Regions from separate parts of the Mus musculus genome. Here all the other regions are linked to region 3. A link is a contact called in public HiChIP or PLAC-seq data. All regions are on one chromosome and are shown on one strand. The core of a region is the stretch at or near the end of the contact, and the rest is flanking DNA. Distances in the headings are between cores, read along the strand shown. Region 1 holds the start of Tspear (thrombospondin type laminin G domain and EAR repeats). Region 2 holds the start of Cstb (cystatin B). Region 3 holds the start of Shc2 (SHC (Src homology 2 domain containing) transforming protein 2).

The links. HiChIP or PLAC-seq counts read pairs in DNA pulled down with a chosen protein or histone mark.
Region 1: a contact with region 3 is called in an H3K4me3 HiChIP or PLAC-seq map of embryonic stem cells, with 5 read pairs. The contact joins the promoter of Tspear here to the promoter of Shc2 in region 3.
Region 2: a contact with region 3 is called in an H3K27ac HiChIP or PLAC-seq map of embryonic stem cells, with 7 times the contacts expected there. The contact joins the promoter of Cstb here to the promoter of Shc2 in region 3. A contact is called at or near these places in 2 of 39 promoter capture datasets (cranial neural crest and neural stem cells), 9 of 115 datasets of contacts at active chromatin or transcription factors (embryonic forebrain, embryonic stem cells, stem cell-derived neural progenitor cells and 1 more) and 1 of 9 other capture datasets (embryonic stem cells).

What each region holds. Positions count from the first base shown.
Region 1 is chr10:77,684,802-77,689,072 of GRCm38.p6, forward strand. Tspear (thrombospondin type laminin G domain and EAR repeats) reads left to right here and starts at 1,768. Exons shown (of 12, transcript NM_001287074.1): 1 at 1,768-2,096. The coding sequence starts at 2,012.
Region 2 is chr10:78,423,775-78,427,967 of GRCm38.p6, forward strand. Cstb (cystatin B) reads left to right here and starts at 1,896. Exons shown (of 3, transcript NM_007793.3): 1 at 1,896-2,083; 2 at 3,153-3,254; 3 at 3,537-3,848. The coding sequence starts at 2,018. The coding sequence ends at 3,665.
Region 3 is chr10:79,635,731-79,639,860 of GRCm38.p6, forward strand. It overlaps Shc2 (SHC (Src homology 2 domain containing) transforming protein 2), which reads right to left and starts at 2,188. Exons shown (of 13, transcript NM_001024539.1): 1 at 1,719-2,188. The coding sequence starts at 2,120. Odf3l2 (outer dense fiber of sperm tails 3-like 2) reads right to left here. Exons shown (of 4, transcript NM_001033473.2): 4 at 3,796-4,130.

The DNA.
Region 1 (4,271 bases), core at 518-3,017, 2.0 Mb before region 3:
GTGTTCCTCAGCTGGGAAAGAGACTGCACGACAGTGCCTTCCCCCCTCAGACCAGGTCTCCCCCTCCCGCCTCAGGCCAGGCTGCTCTCCTCCCCCTCCCAGGCCCCCCTCCCCCTCCCCTCCCCTCACAGATGAGGCTGTTCCTCTCCCCCTTCCCTTCCCCTTCCCCCCTCAGACCAGGCTGCTCCCCCCACCCACTCTGCCCCCCACCCCCAGACTAGGCTGCTCTCCTCCCCCTCCCAGGCTGCTCCCCTCCCCCCCTCCCTCTCAGATCAGGCTGCTGCTTCCCTGGGAGCCACACATCTTTCCTTTGATGGTTAGGGTCACGGTGATGTGGGCTCCATATAAGCTAATAGCAGCTCGGATCTACAAGGATAGGAACCTCAGAAAACCCCGCCACTACTCCATAGGTCCCACCAGGAAGGAGCGGCACTGAGCCCAGGAGTGAAGAAACTTACCCCAAGAGCTCCCCTGGGCCAGGTAGAGGGTAGCCATGTATAACAAGTGCCTCTCCAAGGATTTCTTTATAGCTATCTTAGTCACCACAAGCCCACAAGCCTCCTCACCGGGACATAAATGGCAGATCAGGGTTTCCAGGGAGAAGGGAAGGCTTGAATACATGTCCCCTACACAGAGACAGACCCTCCAGCACTCTGCAGATCATCCATCCCTTCTTCCTCTTCCATCTCTGTACTACCCTCCCACCTCTCTCTTTTCTCCTCCCATCCCCCACCCCATCTCATCTCTCCAGGTCTATCTTGTCTGCTCCCTCTCTTATGGTCTCTTGTCTCTCTGTCTCTCTCTAATCACAGGGCCTTGAGCTCACAAACACCCACTGAGTCAAACATTGCCAGGCCCCTGAGCTGGGCCTTTCCCCCTAACTCTTTCTCTCTTCTCCATCCATCTTCATCATCCTCTCTCTCTGTTTTTCAGTACCCACCCTCTTGCCACCCCCACCCTCCCCATACATACAAAACCGTCTGCCATTTGCAAACAAACACCCACAGTGTCAGGCTCTGCCTGAGTTCTGAGTTGGGACATTCGGGGTGGGGGGACTGTGTGTCTCAGGGGCTTGTGAAAGGGGGTCCTGTTGAGTCGGAAGCATCTCTCAGGGAATTGAGCACACACGGGCAATGCACTCTCTGCACAGCCACTCTTAAACCCTTTCCTCTGGAACAGCTTTAAGGATGGCTCCCCCCACAGGGGAATTCCTGAAGCCAACAGTTGACAAACCCACACACCCTCCGAGGGCTGGGCACCAGATAAAAAGCCCTCCTCAAAGCCGGCCCTCCTGGGGACGGTGTGGGACCCGGCAGGGCAGGAGACCTTCCTCTGTCACCACCTCCTCTAAGACTGATCCTTATCTCAGCACAGAACAGAGGATCTGACCTTCTGCTGGACCTAAGGCTGACCCCCTGCTGCGTGTTGGGACCTCGGGGGACACTCGCCCCAGCTGAGAGGAAAGAGCCCTGTTTGGGAATCCCCAAGAGAGCAGGAGGTGGACCGACAGAGCACCTGTCCCTATCGGTAGCTGCAGGTCTGCCAAGGTCACCTGCTCGAGTCCTGCACAGCAGCACGCGGCCGCCCGTCATCTGCACCCAGGAAAAACTGGTTTTCTAAGTTTTTCTGGTTTGTTCTCAGTGCTCCGCTGAAGGATCTATTTCTGTCTCTCCTTCAGGAGGGTGAGCTTTGCCAATGACTAATCCCAGTCCTGAAGATTGATACCCGTTGTCACCTGCGCTCGGGACCCAAGCCCAGCAGGGAAGCAGAGAGATAAGCCCTTGCCTGCAGCTGACGCTTCAGTCTGCCAGGGCCACCCGCCTTTTGCTACTGCAGAACAGCTAGGGGCTGTCATTACTGCCAGGACTACCTCTGTCCTCTTGCAGATACAAACATGGGCTCATCACAGTGACCACCTGGGGTCCAGACTGCCCCTCACAGGGAATTAAGAGTGGCTGCCTCTCTGCAGGCGTGTGGAACCCCTGGATGGATCTTGGGACTCGAGCCCCTCATGTCTGCGCTGCTGATGTTGTGTGCGGTGCTCTTGCTTCTGGGTACCCCAAGCCGTGGTGCCCGGCCCTGGGAGCCCTGCACAGGTAAGGTGACCACATGGGGACATGGGTAGGGCATCTTTTGTGAAGTTGGAGAAAAATGGGGTTTGACATGCCACCTCCTGACACCAGGTCACTTGAGTGTGGTAAGATGCTGTCCTCCTAGAAACCTGGACAGTTATGGGGGACAGGGGAGATACAATAGAAGGGGCAGCACAGGCAGTCACAATAAAAGGTTTCTCTAAGCTCCTAGAGGTGGGAGGGGTTTCAAGTTTCAAAGCGCTAACAGCAGCCATCGAGGCTTCGCAAGTACTTACCTGCTTGACTGCCGGGGAAGGCCAGGCACCTGCTTCAGGAATGAAGTCCCCGGCCCTCGGGCTCCTGGCATCGGATGAGCTATCCAACCTGCATTTAGCAAAGCTCTGGGCCGCCACGGGCCTGGCTCTGTCCCCAGTTGAAGGAGAAAACACAGGCCCAGCCCCAAACACACCCACAACCCACACCTGGGTTTAGCCTGGAGCTCCTCGAGGTGGGCCAACTACAGGCCTCCTTCTCTTCTTAGGCCACTGGGAACACCAGTGACATCCTGCTCTAGGGTTCCCAGCAAGAGATTCTAACGATCAAGTCACAATTAATGGGATAAAGACACAAGGCAGTTGGATCTGATAGCTGGACCTGCAAGTTGGTAGTGGGAATCCCAGGGACAAGAGGTACTGGTGTGACAGGTGGTTGTGTTCTCGGGTGCACACCTTCTGTTGGGTTGCCAGGAGGAGTGAGGCTCCTTCCCGTACTGGGCTGTTGCTCTCTGTGACATGGCAAGGGGTGACCCTGCGACCCAGGTTTGGAACACTGACCTATGTGAACGCTGCTGCATGCGGTTTATAACCTAACTACCTAGAAGTGACTGGTTGTAAGTTTCAGCAACCGGTACACTGAGGGCTGTGGGTGAGAAGACCCTGGGGCCCGATACAGTGCCACCTGTGGGGATCTGAGGCAGAAGAGAAGCCCCTGCCCCTGCCCCTCCTCCAGGTGTGTTCTCCAGCCACACCTGCAGTGACAGCTTTGAAGGTGGAGCTTCTAAGTCTGTTGTCACCACACAAATCCCTTGGCTGCAAGTGATGGCATCTGTGTGCTCCCCCATCCCAGGCAGGGCCACCTTGCATTGTGAGGTGAGCTTGTAAATGAACCCCTGAAGGACCCCCGTGCAGGCCTGCCTGGGAGTCGTGAGGACGGCCATGCTTCCGGGCCTGGGATGAATCACGAACGTGTGCTTTCCTGTTCCAGGAGCCCGGGGAGCACAGCCGACCTGAAGAGTGATAATAAAGGTTATTTATAAAGCCCGCCCCCTCTCCCCTGAAGGTGCGTTTCGAATAGTTAAAAGGTGACCTAGTTATGAATATGGTGAACCAGGGAGGAAACATAAAAGTCAGGCTGACATTATGGAGCTATATGATAAGAGGCTTGGGAGGCCAGTGAGGGTTGGCCCAGTTTTAAGTCCCTCTGGTTCTACTCTGGGTTGAGCATTGACCAGCCCTGAACTTTGATGCGGGACACAGGTGTGCGCTCCGTTCTGTCTTCCCCTGGCCCCGGCTGTCCTGCCCAGCAGATGGGAAGTCGGAAGGTCTGGACTGCCTGGACTCATATCTGTGGCCTCCGGGTCAGCTGGGACTGGTGGTCCATGTGCAGGTCACAGCAGGTGGGAAACCTGAGGGAAGGAATGAGCATTCACACCTGTTACAGCTGGCTTTAGAAGTGACCCGAGGAGTCCTTGTCAGGTGCTTCCTGGTGCTACACTTGCAAATGAGGTGACAAGATGGGGGTCTGGTAGGCAATATCTCCAGTCACTGTCCACATACCTGTCCCTGTTGGGGTCTAGTAGTCTGTGTTCTGGGAATTTTCTGAGAAGGGCCCGTGGCTTCATTCTCCAGCAGGTAGCCAGCAGTATGGAGCTCAGGGTGCCCAGGTCACTGGTCTCAGATACTGTAGAGTATAGTCTGTGGTAGGGGTTCTGTCATAGACAGGGGGCATTGCAGATACCAGGTGAGTGAACTCCCAGACATGTTCTGGCTCCTAGAGGGAACTGACTTCTCTGCCCTCTCTTTAATAGGAGGGTCCTCAGGAGAGTCGGGAGGCAGAGACAGGGTACCACCTATCTTCAAGCCTTATAGAAGGCAAAAGGGCTTGGTGTGTGGCCAGGGGCAGAGTTCCCAGAGGGCCCTC
Region 2 (4,193 bases), core at 646-3,145, 1.2 Mb before region 3:
CTGAGGCTGGGAACTGACCCCCTGCTTTCCTTCACTGCCTGAGCTTGGTTGTCCTGAAACTTGATCTGAAGACAAAACTGGCTTCACACAACTGCTGGGATTAAAGGCATGCACCGCCACACCTGGCTCTAAACTTTCTTTTAATTCCTTTTCACAGGCTGAAAGCTTAGCTGGGCAGACTCTTGCCCTGAAGTCACCATTCCCTTTATGTAAACATTTGGCTTTTCTGTTACCTGTTTAACTCCTTAAAAAACAGGATTTAGCTCCTTTCCACTTCCTGGTGCCCCCTTTTCTGTACATTTTGTATTTTTTACTTCCTCAGCTTGCTCCTTTTCATTATAGATCTTCATAAGAGTGACCACTAACAACCACACAAGAGAGTCGATACTGGGCCATTTTGAAATTTCCTCTGCCAGCTCAACTAATCCCAAAGACTTAAATTTAGCCTCACGAAGACTTTTTAGACAAGAGCAAAAAAGCAACCACGTTCTTAGCCAAAGCTCGAGAACAGTCTGTAGGCCACATACAAATAGTTTTGTCCTCTGAAACCTCTTGAACCAGACCCCCAAAGCTCACATCACCTTCATCACCACTGTCTTCCATATTCCTACTACTATGGCCCTATGAACTATTAAGTGATCAATTGCTTTTCTAACCCAAAATCCACATTCCTCCAAACAAAAGCATGGCCAGGCCTAATCCCAGCAATACTCCAGTGTCTGGTACTAACTTCTGTTTTAGTTTGGGTTGACTGCCACCACCACAAGTCTCCATGTATGTCTGGGCACCACTTGCATCCCTAGTGCCCATTGAGGCCAGGGGGTGGAGAAATAGGATCCCATGGAACTGGAGTTGTGAGCTAGTATGTGGGAGCTGAGAATTGAACTCAGGTCCTCTGGAAGAGCAGCCAGTTTTCTTAACTGCTGAGCCATCTCTCCAGCCCCTCACTTGGCTCTTTGACTGGGTTCCAAATATCAAATTCAGGCTGTCGCACTTCCGTGGCAAGCCCCTTACCATGAGCTACCTCTGCACCCCCAAATTATTTTTTTTAAGCCAAGGTCTCACTGCATAGTCAGGTTAGCTTAGCCTCTCAAGTGCCAGGATTGCAGGTGTATACCATCATGTCCTGCTATCCAACTGTGACAGTTTTGCAAACGGAAACTCGGGTTTGAAGGTCACTCAAGTAAGAGCACTGACAGAGGGCATATCCGGGGTCCTCATGGTTCCCAGCCTGTGTTGGGTGTGTGAGAATAGAGTCTCACCCAGAATAGACCACCTACCCAGCTCTGTGGGGCTGGGGCTGGGATCCCCAAGCCCCGCCTACCGCCTGACAAGGCCATGTCATTCAAAAAGAATGGAATTCCCAGATAAGCTCTTATTTCATGGGGTTATCCGGACCCAAAAACTAAGTCCACGTTGGGGAGGGGAGGAAAGGATGGGGCCAGGGGTCAAGGAACAGGGATCTGAGACTTCTAGGTCCTCAATCATCTATTTCTGTATCCACTCTATGGAAGGAGGGATAGGGACCCATCAAGACCCCCACTTAATAGTCACAGGACAAGGGGAAATTGAGATGTCCAGGGCTGTACTTCGTGTCCACCTACTCCATGGAAAGACTAGGACCCCTTCTCACATCTCTGCATCCTGTGAGGACCCGGAAGCCCCTAAGCCGGGTCAGAGATACTCCTACAATCACTTCACGACCATTGAGGGGCAATCAGGACTCCCAGCCTCCAAACCCTTCTTAGCGTCCGTTCAGGGAAAGGACGTGAAGCACCCACCATGCCTCACCCTCCGCCCACGCCCAGCCTGGGTCTCCTGACTCTGCCTGGAACGGAGGGTGGTGACAGTAAAGAGAGCGAGCGAGAGGGTGCGGCGCCCCGCCCCGTCGCTCTGTCACGTGCTACGGGTCCGGGGGGGCGGAGCCAAGCCAGGTTTTTCTAGGGTCCAGGCACCCAGGTCTCCTAGTTGGATCTGTCTTCAGCTTCTCCGTGCTACCCCGACTACTGCTGCCAAGATGATGTGTGGCGCGCCATCTGCCACAATGCCAGCCACGGCCGAGACGCAGGAGGTCGCCGACCAGGTGAGGCTGGGCCCAGGTCAGGCCAGTCTGAGCCAGGCCTGCGGAGACCCGGCGGCCTCAGGGACCGGCCTGCCCAGACTGGTCAGGTCCTGCAGCGGGTTTCCGGGGCGGCCACAAGTGTGACTGGGAGCTGGGGGCTCTGGATCTGGTTGGAAGATTCAGGGCCGGGAACTGGGGCGAGTCTTCTGCCGCTTGCATACAAGAGGGCCACTCACCTATTAGGGAACTAGCCCCGGGATCGGTGGAGGGATCCGGTGGTCCCAGAGAATTCAGGAAGGCAGCTGTTAGAACCTAGACGGCACCTTTTTGACTTACACCCAGGCCTAAACAAGAGAAAGCCAGACTGGGCTACTGTGCTTGTCTCCTCAAAAGAAAGAGCTAGGACTGTTTAGCTCAGTGGCAGGAATTCAACTGATACCACCACCACCATCACCAACACCGCCCCTCAGGGAAAAAAAAAAGGATCAAAACCAGAAGTTGTAGAACTTGCTTGTGCCTAGTCTGAAACGAGGGGGTGGACCTTGGGCCTGGGCTGCCCTTCCTGTGACTGTTAGCAGAGCAGAGATTCAGTACAAGGTAGGGGGAGGTTCAGGGTATTAGCAAGAGAAGAAAAGTTAAACAAATCCTCTCTTCAGCTCTCCTGCCACGCCCCAAGCCCAGGACCCTGTCCACTAAGCCTAGCTGATCTTGGGAGGTGTTTGCTCTGACTGAAGTGGCCAAGAAGGAGTGAGTCAGCTCCATGAGACCCTAGAAATGAGGAAATGTTACAGACACACTGGCCAGGCAAGGGAACCTTGGCCACGTGCCACATCAGCACTCAGGAGGCAGAGACAGGCGAGTCTCTCTGAATTTGAAGCCAGCCCAGTTTGCTTAGTTCCATGCCAGCCATAGCTACATAGTGAGACCCTGTCCCCCCCCCCCCCAAAAAAAAGGAGCTGTGTTGTTCTTTATCAGTGGGGCCAACAGTTTACCATGTCCCCCGGAATGAGGAGTATTGAAGGCTGGCAGTGTGTGTGTGTGGGGGCACCTGTGCATGAATCTAAGTCCTTCCTTCTCACCCACCATCCAGGTGAAGTCCCAGCTTGAATCGAAAGAAAATCAGAAGTTTGATGTCTTTAAAGCCATATCCTTCAAGAGACAGATAGTGGCTGGCACCAACCTCTTCATCAAGGTGGGTACTGATAGTAGCTTGGCATGAACTGGGGACATAGTCTCAGAGTAGAGCAGAGTGTCCTGCAACTTCCTGCAGAGAACCCCTTAAGGGGACATGTACATGTTCTGAGAGGATGAATTTGGGGTGTTAGGGTTCCCGGCCTTAAAGGAGGAGACAAGGGTTATCACTGGCTAAGTTAGTGGCTGGTGGCCTGTTCTGGCTCAGTTTCTAAGGCTGGGTTAAGCCTGGAACTGGAACCTTACCTTTCACTCACATGTCTGTCTGTCTGTCTTCCTCCAGGTTGATGTTGGTGGAGATAAATGCGTGCACTTGAGGGTGTTTCAACCCCTCCCCCATGAAAACAAGCCTTTGACCCTGTCTTCCTATCAGACCAACAAAGAAAGGCACGATGAGCTCTCCTACTTCTGATTCGGGGCTCCTTTGCACCTGTGTTTGGGACCACGTAGTAAAACCCCCCTCGGTGATGGAGAGAAGGGAGTTGAGCAGCTTCTGTTGTGATTCTCAAACTGCGTTGTATTTTGCATCCTTCCAAATAATTATTTTCAGAAAACTGTATATGATCTCTCTAAATATATATTTTTAGAGACTATATGAATTGTGTCCTTAGTTTTAATTTTTTTCCCCTTTGTTTGAAAAATCACAGTCACACCAGGCAGTGGTGGCTCATGCCTTTAATCCCAGTACTCAGGAGGTTAAGGCCAGACTGGTCGGTCTACTGAGTGAGTTCCAGGACACCCAGGGCTACACGGAGAAACCCTGTCTCCAAACAAACAAATCACAGTTATAATGTAGCTATACCAAGAAAAGGCAAGTGATGTGTTTATTTTACTTCTACATTTATTTACGGGCGGATATGCTCATGAGCATATACGTTCATGCCGCGGTGCACATTGGAGGTCCGAGGACAACCTGCTGGAGGTGAGTCTCTCCTTCCAC
Region 3 (4,130 bases), core at 938-3,437:
ACCAACCCCGCCTCTGGGGCCTAGCATGTATATACCCTCTAAAAAGTTTCCAGAATCCCAAACATTGCACAATCACAGAAACTATCTACAACTGACAAAAACACATCTCTGCTAGAGCATGAGGCAAATCATAGTCAGCTGCTGCAGACAGTTCACTGCAGCCCCACATCCCAACAGCTAGCATGAAAACAAAAGCATATTGTTTCATAAGATTTCTGTATTTTTTAAAGAAACCAAAATTCCAAAATTGTCACTAGACGTATTTCCTTTTTTATTTGTTTTTTTTGTCTTTGTGTGTGTGTGTGTGTGTGTGTGTGTGTGTGTGTGTGTGTGTTTATAGATGATTCTGAAACTTGCTATGTAGACCAGGTTGGCCTTAAACCCATATAGATCCTCCATCCTTGCCTTTGCAAGTGCACCATGCCTTTCTTCCTTTATCTTTTGAGATGGGTCTGGCTATGTAGCCCAGACTGGCCTAAACTATTGGCGATCCTCCTGCTCCAGCCTCCTAAATGATGCTGGGACTACAGGTGTGCTCCACTAAATTCACTTCCAAATAAGGTCCTATTTGGAAGATTCCCCGAGACATAGAATATCGGAGACTCAGAGGAGCCCGGGGAAGGGAGAAGTAACATGGTGGACGCTGGTGGGGAAAACAAAGACACAAAGAGAGATCACCCTCTCAGCATCCTGGTGCAGGACATCCAACAAACAGCATTCTGAGATCACGTGGCACCTCATCAACAGTGGTGGGCAGGAAGCCAGACTGGAGTGCCTGAGGTGAGCACCACACACCAGCTTTCTCTCAGCTCACCTTCACACACTGCACATACGGGCAGATGCTTGGATCGGAGAAGATAAAATGTCCCCAATGACTTGAGGGCACGTGGTACACCATCCCCCCACCCTTGCAAAGGTCACAATAGAAACCTGGGTAGGGGCTGGGGCTAAGCAGATACAGAGCTCAACTAACATGAAAAGGGCTGAGCTCCATCCCCAGCATCATAGGGAATGGGTGTGGTGGTGCATGACTGTCACCCTGGCTCTTGCAAAGTGGAAGCAGGAGGATCAGGAATGCAAGGTTATCCTCAGCTACATAGTGACTTCCAGGTCAGCCTGAGCTACATGAGACCCCGTTTCAAAAACAAAACAAAGAACAAAGGTCTGGAAGTGGTGACACTCATCTTAGCATCCCAATATTTGGGGTTGATAAGCCAGAATGATGGCCTGCAGCTGGAAGTCGCTATCCTCTGGCCAAATCCCTACCCCTTTCCACCTCTGCCAAAATAAAGGGGATAAACAAAGCCAGGCCCCTTCACTTCATCGGCTCTGATGTGGAATTTGGAACCCTGAGCCCTGAGCTTGAGTCCCCACTATAAGCCTGCAAAGTTGCTTTCTCCGGGGTCAGGGAACCCTCGGATACCTAGTCCTTATCTTAAGGACTCTCCCACCCAATAGCGGAGGGGGGGTGCGGCTAGCTTGCGCATGCGTGTGTCCCCTCCCTACCTGCGCCCTCTCCCCGCCCCTCCCCACGTGACGCCGTGAGAACCCGGACCCCAGCGCCTGCGAGTGGGGGCGGTCGAGAAGCGCGCGTACTGGAGACTGGGTTCCTGGGTTGTGGGGAGCGCTCACTTGGCTCTTGGGGTCCAAGAGACCAAACTGGGGGTGGGAGCGGTCCCCGACCACGGCGCGCCGGGAAAGAGGCTGAGCGCACTCACCCGAACGATGTAAGAGACCCCGGGCCCCAGGACCCTGGCATCGGGATGCAACCAGCCGTGCGCCGGCTTGTGAATGAAGCCGCCCTTGCGCACCCACTCGTCAGCGACATCCGGAGTCACCCGCGCGCCCCGCGTCCCCGAGCCCCGGCAGCGGCCGAGCGCGGGCAGCGGACAGGGCGCGGCGCAGCGCGGTTCGCAAGCGCCCAACACAGCGGCCAGCGCGGGGACCCCGGGCTCCGGCTGCGCCTCTGCCACCCCCGCCACGCGCGTCGCCGCGGGACCGCGGCCCAGGAAGCTACCCGGCGCTGCGAACTTCCACTGCGGCATCCGCGGCAGCAGTGCGCAGAAGGTGGTGGGCGCCTCGGGCTCGGGGGCCGCGCGGCCACCCGGACCCTGCGTCATGGCCGCGGCCGCCGAGGAGCCCCGGCTGAGCCTGGTCCAGAGCCGTGCGCTCCTCCCCGCCGAGTGATGTCACCGCTCCGCGCAGCGCGCAGCCGCGGGGGGCTACACTCCTGGGACCCCGACCCTGTTCTGGCAGCGCCGCCTCCGACCTAGCGCAGCCTGCCGGGGCTCCCCGAGGGAATGTCCAGTCAGGCTCAGACCGATGGGGAAACTGAGGACAGGGGTCGCATACACGGGGCGGGGCGCCATTCTTCAACTTCCAAGTCTCTGCCTTCACTCCAGCAGCATCCTATCCTCCCTTCTTTTCTTCTAAATAGAGAAACTAAGGCCTGAAGTCGCAGGTGCAGGGAGTGATCCCCTAACCCCGAGGCCACCCTTCACCACTGTTCCAGCAACATCCTGCCCTTCTTTACTTCTAAGTTGAGAAACTGAGGCCTGGCTTTGTAGAGCTATCCTCCGGCCCCTAAGTATCCCTTAAGCCACTGTTCCACCGGGTTTGCTCAGTGAGGAAACCGAGGGCTAGGGTAAGGATAAGGCACAAAAGGGAACTTGAGGTCTGGGTGGTAGAGGCAGGATGAGACTATCCGGGTCCTTGACACGTTCAGTCATATCCTGCCCAACTTTACTTCTAAATAGGGTCCAAATAGGGCCTGGGCCAGTGCACAGGCTGGGGTCCAGGACAAGAGAACCTCAGACTCAGAGGGTACCCCCTCCAACTGAACCTTCTTTACTGGTTAGTGGGAAAACTGAACCCTGGAGCAAGGCCAAGGCTTAAAGGGAAACTGAGGCCTGGAAGTGAAGCAAGTGCCCAGGACACCGCGGGTGGCGCTGCGTCTGGAGAAGTCTAAAGGTGACCATGGGTCGCTTCTGCTGGCTCCTGGCCTGTTTCCTAGGCTGTAAGCAAAGGACATCCATCGGTTCTTTGGGTTCATATTGGAACCCGAGGGTCAGAACTCTCAGGCCTGCCAACAGCCCCAGCCCAGGCTCAAGAGACCTCGGAGACACCGATTCAGACCCCAAGGGGATTCCTTCTGTGAGGGAAGGGGTTGTCATCATCACCCTGCCTCTGTCCCCCGCCCTTTCCAGGACAGTACTGCCGGGAAACAAAGAGAAGAGTGCTGGGCGGGGCAGGGTGCGGAGGAGGGGCAAGGCCGGCCAGATCGATGCGAGAGAAACTAGATCACTGCCTGTGGAGGGGGCGGAGGCGCGCGCGCCTGGCTCTCAGCCACTTCCACACAGGCACTCTCAGGAGCCCAGCCAGGTCGCCTTTGGTGTTGTCTGCTGGAAGAGGAGCGCCACTGGGCTGAAGTCTGAAAAATGGCTGTAGAATCTAGCTGATTAAGTGTGGACCAAGGCGTTCCCGGTCTGGGTGCACAAACATCACTGAATGGGGAGGTTATAGGGCTGGCTCTACTCTTTAATCTGCGGCAACAAATGACGTAAATAATACTCTAATAAACTCCTACACATCCCTCAAAGCCCAGCTTCACAGTACCCCTTCCCAAGAACCTAACTGGTCCCATGATCCAAACCCAGGCTCTGTCTCTGGTCTCCTGCTGCCAGGGGCCCCCATTTGCCCCATCTGAACCGAATGAGGTTTGCAAAGTTGTTTAGTGCTTTCTTTGCGGCGTGGTTAGAAGTGCTAAATAAACCAATGTGCACAATGCTAACCGCTGTTGACGGAGGAATGATTTATTGGCAAGCAACTCTAAAGGGTGGGGTGAGAAGGGCAGAGACTGCAGGGCCACCTCCAGGAGAGTTCTCCGGCCTCATCTGCAGAAACCCAAGCGGCCTGGACACTGAATTCTAGGACACACGGCTCCATGTCCAGCCAGGGAAAGGGACACTTCTCCCTGGCCTGGTCTGACCTGGGAAGGAGGCTCAACCTCACCCTCTATGGAGACTTGGGTCACAGGCCCCAGGGACAGAAAGATCAGGTGGCCTCAAAGGACCTCGGACTGAAGACGGGGAGGGAGGCACCTCCTCTGTTCCACTCTGAGGAAACGGCCC